2 separate regions of the Zea mays genome follow, and region 1 is linked to region 2. Evidence: chromatin contacts called from public Hi-C data. All regions are on one chromosome and are shown on one strand. Each heading gives the region's core, a stretch centred on a gene start, on an enhancer-like site or on the middle of the called end of the contact. The rest is flanking DNA. Distances are from core to core; before and after follow the strand shown. Region 1 holds the start of LOC103644259 (hAT transposon superfamily). Region 2 holds the start of LOC100279983 (Fes1A).

Evidence for each region. Hi-C and Micro-C count contacts between places; a contact is called where the count stands out from the background.
Region 1: a contact with region 2 is called in a Hi-C map of ear, with 3 times the contacts expected there. The contact joins the promoter of LOC103644259 here to the promoter of LOC100279983 in region 2. A contact is called at or near these places in 3 of 25 Hi-C or Micro-C datasets (ear, leaf and tassel).

Annotation. Positions count from the first base shown.
Region 1 is chr1:300,926,319-300,929,292 of Zm-B73-REFERENCE-NAM-5.0, reverse strand. LOC103644259 (hAT transposon superfamily) reads right to left here and starts at 1,267. Exons shown (of 5, transcript XM_008667466.3): 1 at 1,095-1,267; 2 at 1-928. The coding sequence starts at 907.
Region 2 is chr1:300,796,754-300,799,489 of Zm-B73-REFERENCE-NAM-5.0, reverse strand. It overlaps LOC100279983 (Fes1A), which reads right to left and starts at 1,462. Exons shown (of 6, transcript NM_001152931.2): 1 at 1,129-1,462; 2 at 703-845; 3 at 23-73. The coding sequence starts at 1,217.

The DNA of each region.
Region 1 (2,974 bases), core at 18-2,517, 130 kb before region 2:
ACTCCAAGCGAGCCGTCACGTCGTCGAGTGACCTCTTAAGAATGTGACCGCGAAAGTCATGGTACGAGAGCGTCTCAGGCCTCCCCCCTGCCGCCGCAATGGCCTCGAGCATCGGTTGGAAGTAGACCGAGTTCACCGCTTCCAATGGCACACCGGCGTCATACAAGAACCTCCCAACTGCCACGGAAACATGCTCCTTCTCCGAGGGGGCAGCATGTTCGAAATGCTCTGCTGGTGTCACTGCGTTCACTGCCATGACAACCTGATGAAGAGGGTTGGTCTGAGGAGTAGGCGGAACATGCTGCAGCCCGTGAAGAAGATTGTTCTGAGGGGTAGACCGAACATGCTGCGGCCGGATCTGGGGTATAAGTGGCGGAGCAGGGGCGTAGGTCACCTGCTTCCTCTTCTTCTTACCGCTGGTACTCCCCCTAATGCTGCCCTCCGGAACCGGAGGCCTCTGCTCCTCGAGCGGCACGGCCTCGAAGTCGAGCACCTCGTTGAGCGAGATCATGTGGATGGGGCTGCCGGTACCCCCGCTAGCCGTAGAGACAGAGGCGGGCGTCGTGCTGGCGGCGGCGAGCTTGCGCTGCATCTTCTTGGCAGCGACGGCGGCGAGGCTGCGGAGCATGGTGTCCTGGACGTCGCGGGGCACACTGGGGCAGCAGCAGGCGTTCCCGGGGCGGCGGGCCAGGTGCTCCTTGAAGCGGTGGATACCACCGCCGAGAAAGTGCTTGCCGCAGTAGGCGCACTTGAGGCGCATCCGGCCGTCGGAGCGCACCATGACGCAGTGCTTCCACGCCGGATCGTGCTTCTGCGCTCCGATCGGCACCACCACCTCTTCCTGGTCCTGGTCCTGCTCCTCCCCATCCCCCGCCGCCGCGTCCTCCAGAACCGCGTCCCTCTCCATCAGGCAAGAGCACGAACGCTGCTGCATCAGCCATCACCGCCGGGCGTCAGCGTCAGGAACGGCACAATTGGATTCGCGTGTCCTACTAAATCCCCAATCAGCCGATGCCCGGGGGCGGGAGCGAGATAAACCAGAAGAACCCGAAATGAAGGGGTGAGTGGGATGGAGATGTGGAAGGAGAACTCACCCGGGTTTTCGGGAGGCGAAACGGCCGGGCTTCCCCAAAATCGGCGGCCGCCGGGGCGGGGTCCGGGAGGAAGAAAACCGGGAGGGGCGGGGAGCCGGGGAGGGTGAATCGATGGGAGACGGGTGACGTGGGTCCCGACGTTGGAAGCGGGTGGGTGGCGTTGAGCGGCGGGCCGGCGGCTCATTGTCGAGGAGGCGACCGGGCCAGCCGGTTCTCGCGTGGTTTGGTTCGGGTTAGCTCATGGTGGGCTGGTCGGACCAGTGGGCCGCCCTGGTTGGTTTGTCTACAGAATCCGAATTCCAGTTACCCGCCCGCCCGTCCCTCGGTCCGAATTTTTACTTTTTCAGCCCCACTTTTGAAAAATATTTACATTTAGACCCCAGAAATTTTATATGCAATTTTGGACCCGATACTCGGCGCCATAGGCTGTGGCGCCGAGGTAACACAGCTTGACGCCACAGCCTATGGCGCCGAGCTGTAACGGCTCCCTGCGCCTAGGGCTGACATGGCATTGACGCGGCCTCGTAGCTCGGCGCCACAGATCTTGGCGCCGAGCTACGAAGGCCTATAAAACCGGCCGCGCTGCTGGCCGAGAGGAGCACATTTCCTCTCATTTCAAAACTTCGTCAAAATTTTTGCTGGATTCAAAGATTCGAGTTGGTTCACTTTGTAGACCAAGGTATGGTGTCCAACTGATTCGTTTTGTATATTGGGTTGTATTTTTTCGATTATTAGTTTCCATAGTTGCTCATAATATATATAGTATCATTAATATGATGAGTATATTTTATTTAATAGTTTTTGTTAACCTGCTGTGAACGCTGGTGCCATGACACACATAGGCATAGAATTAGTGTGATGATATACTGTTCCAGTGTGTTGGTTCATTTGTGTAAACCTATTAGGTACAAGTGATAATTATAATCGTTTATTAGATGAAAGACATGTACCGGAAGGCGTTGTGGCAGAAGAGAGGTCGTTCTCGGGAGTTATATCCTGACATATCTAGTAAGGATGCTTATGTTCCTCCTGAACTCCCTGTGCCTAACTGTGACTGTGGCAGACTGGCTTGAGTATGTCAATCCAAACATCCAGACACGGCTGCTCGCTGCTTCTACCTTTGTGGTGGTTTTGACGTACGTATCTTATGACTTGTGACTTAATTTTGTTCGCATTTATTATTTAGTAGATGTGTAATAGTGCTTCGTTCCATTGTTTTAGGGGCACCTGAGGTGTTTCTTTTTCCAGTGGATCGACGGTCCTGATAAATTTGACCCTCGATATCTTCTTTTCGCTAATTGGTTGTGTGGAAGGACTAGTCATGAGCGTTTTAAGCGTTGGGTACCTCCTCCCCCGAATCCTCCACCAATAACGGATGCGGAGAAGGAGGTAGCAACAGAAAGACGGATGGACTCACCGTCTTGATGCGATTGTGGAGACCGTGCTGTCATCGACGAAGACCATGAGAAGCAGTTCGTGTGTCCGAACATTAATTATGTGAGCCCATCGATACGCTAAATGTATAAACTAGTTATTTTTTATAATAAATTACTAATTTATTCTTCTGCAACCATACGGGTGGCGTAAGTGTCGTTTCAGAGAGTGGTTGTATGGTCCTTTGTCCCATTAGCCAGAGCCAGAGGTAAAGGAAAAGAAAAAAAATCAGTGGGCGGAAGAGTTGAAATTTGATCCAGTACTATGCAAATGTGGTATTGAAGCTAAGTATGGATTAGTTCCTTTCGAGCTTGGTGTTGGATATTTTTGTGGACATATGGTCGATTACGATGAGGTTGGTATTTATTCATTTATTTGCACTAGCTTTAATGTTATAGCGGTACTTACTATTTTTTGTAGGAGACGAGGAAATGCAGTTGGGAGAG
Region 2 (2,736 bases), core at 213-2,712:
TGATTACAACTATGTATCTTACCATTTGCCATGTCAATGGATTCAACATGCTCCTGTAGCTCATCCAACATATCTGAAAATAGAGTAAGTAATTTTTTATTCCGGATCCAACACCAAGAACTAAATAACAAGGATGATAAATACCAATGCCCATAAAGTCAATCTCCAAAGAGGATACACGACCAAATAAGATTGGAGACGTCATTTAGCAGGCAAGCGAAAGCACATAAACACCATCAATCATGAATTCCTTATATGACCATGACCATCAACTATGAATTTCTTTTGCCAAAGAAATATAATAGTACTTAGGGCATCCGCTGTTAGCTTTGAGCGTTACGGAAATCATTTGGCAGATCAATTAACAGCCTAGAGCCCTAGAGCCCTACAATCACATTGTTTCTTTGTTTATTGTGTTTCCACATCTTGCTACCACACCGTGCTGCACATACTAAAAGTTGTGTGCATCCTGCTGCTGTGTTAAATACTCTCATGTTCCTAGTCAGATTAGAAGTGTGAGAACCTTCACCGATTACTAAACATATAAGCAGTAAAGAACCTAGTTAGACTAGAAGTGTGAGGATCTTCACCGATTACTAAACATATAAACAATAAAGGTCAATGATTCGGAAATGGGCCAAGCCATTTTCGTAGAGAAAATAAAATCAACTAAGGAAGCATTGGAATGCCACCAGACAATACCTTCGATGTTCTCAGGGGTCACGCCCTGAGACTGCAAGACATCTTCTGGAGTTTTCATCACCTGAGTGATCTCCTTCATCCTCTTCACAACATCTACCGTGTTGGCTTGCATAGCATCCATGAACCATTTTCTGTCTTCCTCGCTGCAGAACAAAAACAATGAAATTAAGAACCACACTAACATTTTATTCCACTTCTCTTCAACTAAGCGCAGCAATTTTGGAAGCGGATATTAAACCTACTAGTCACACAAATTAAAATTAGGGGAAAAAGGAACGCGCAGTAAAACAGCAAAATCTAGAGTACAGGGAGTAAGACAAAAAAAAATCTATGCATGTGCACTGATGAACACGGAGTCATTAGGGTTGTGGCACAGGACGAGAGCAAGGGGATGAAGCAAGGCATCTGAACGCGGGAATTGCAGACCTGAGAGCACGCGGCGGGTTGGTGCCGTCGCCGTGGGCGAGGCTCCACTTGAGCAGGCCGTTCCAGTCGGGACCCCCATCCTTCGCCATACCCTTGTTCTTCTGCTGCTGCTGCGAGATGAGGCGAATACGAGCTGTAGGGTTCTGCTCACGACAGGGGCGAATTGCTTCAGACGAGAATAGATCGATACGGTTCTCGCTGCAAGGCTCTCTTCCCTACTTTTATGCGGGGTGGTGGCGGTGGAGCCGTGGAAGGAGACCGGGGCTCTCCGTCGTCAGTCGTGGCGTCGTGTGGATGCGGCGGCGGGTTCCGGAGTACTCCCGAACCTGCGGTTAGTGAGGCCCGGCGGCGTGTCCCCTCCTACACGTCCGTGGGCCACGATGACTTCACAGGCCTCATTTTATTCGGGCTTTGGGCAATATTATTAGAAGCGAGCTTGTTGACAAAACCAAGGCCCACTGAAGTGTTTACGGATCTTTTATATTTTTATACAATTTTTTGTTCGTTTAAATTGGCACAGCAAAAGATTTGTATACTCCTCTTGCCAACGAAAATCATGATCTAAACATCATTTCTGTTACTAAATTTTCGTTTTCGCCTTTCAAAATGACTAAATCTTTCTTTCTTTCTTTTTTGCGCAATGTATATGATTCTATGAGTTCGAGTGGATATGATATTTGTACTAAAATTGCACGGGATCACCAGTGTTTTGACTTTGTAATTCACGAGATATGTGCCCGCACGCGTTGTAGCGGAGCCATGAATTTTCTGCTGAACCCAATAATCGGACGTGTGGGGATCTCGTATCATTGGAATCAGGTGTTTGGATCCATGTGGCAAATAGTCTCGGGCTAATTTAAACATCCTGGCCTCTAAACAGACTAACTGATAAATTAACTAATTGTTAGTCGAAGGTATAGCAAACTGTTTACTCATTAGCTATTTGACATTGCTAATAGATGCTAATAGGTCGTATAAAAAGAAAAAGACATCTATTAGTCAAGATTTTGAGCACACCCTGGCTAATTGTTGCTAGCTAATTATTTGTTGGTTAATTGTTACCTACCAACAAACAATTAGCCACTAGAACCCAAAAAGGACCTAAGACACATATCACGTATAGGTGAGATTTGAGTAAAGGGTGATTGACATCGACGTAAACACGTAAATATATATTGCATTGACCCCTCTAGAATTTAAAGTGGTCAATGAGAATAATGTTCACTTTGTATTTCTGTATAAATCTAACAATATGTCAATTGTTTTTATTCTAAAATAGTTTTCAACAAAACGACAATCTGAAAAAATTACAAATTTTGTTGAGATCTAAAATTACATGATGGACTGCCTACCTATTGTATAGGTCGCATTTCAAAGAGCATCAACAATCGAGTGTTCACAGGCCTAGAATTAGTAACAACCGAAAACAGGGGGAATTCGAGTGTTCATAAACGAACGAAGACACGATTTCCAGACCATGAGATTTTGATGTGACAGTTGTTATATTTTTTGTTGTTGCCTTTGTTGTTGTCGTTAAGGGCCATAGCACGTCAGAGAAAGAGAGTGCTTTATGTACGACCCACTTAAAAGACTGATGTACGATCAACA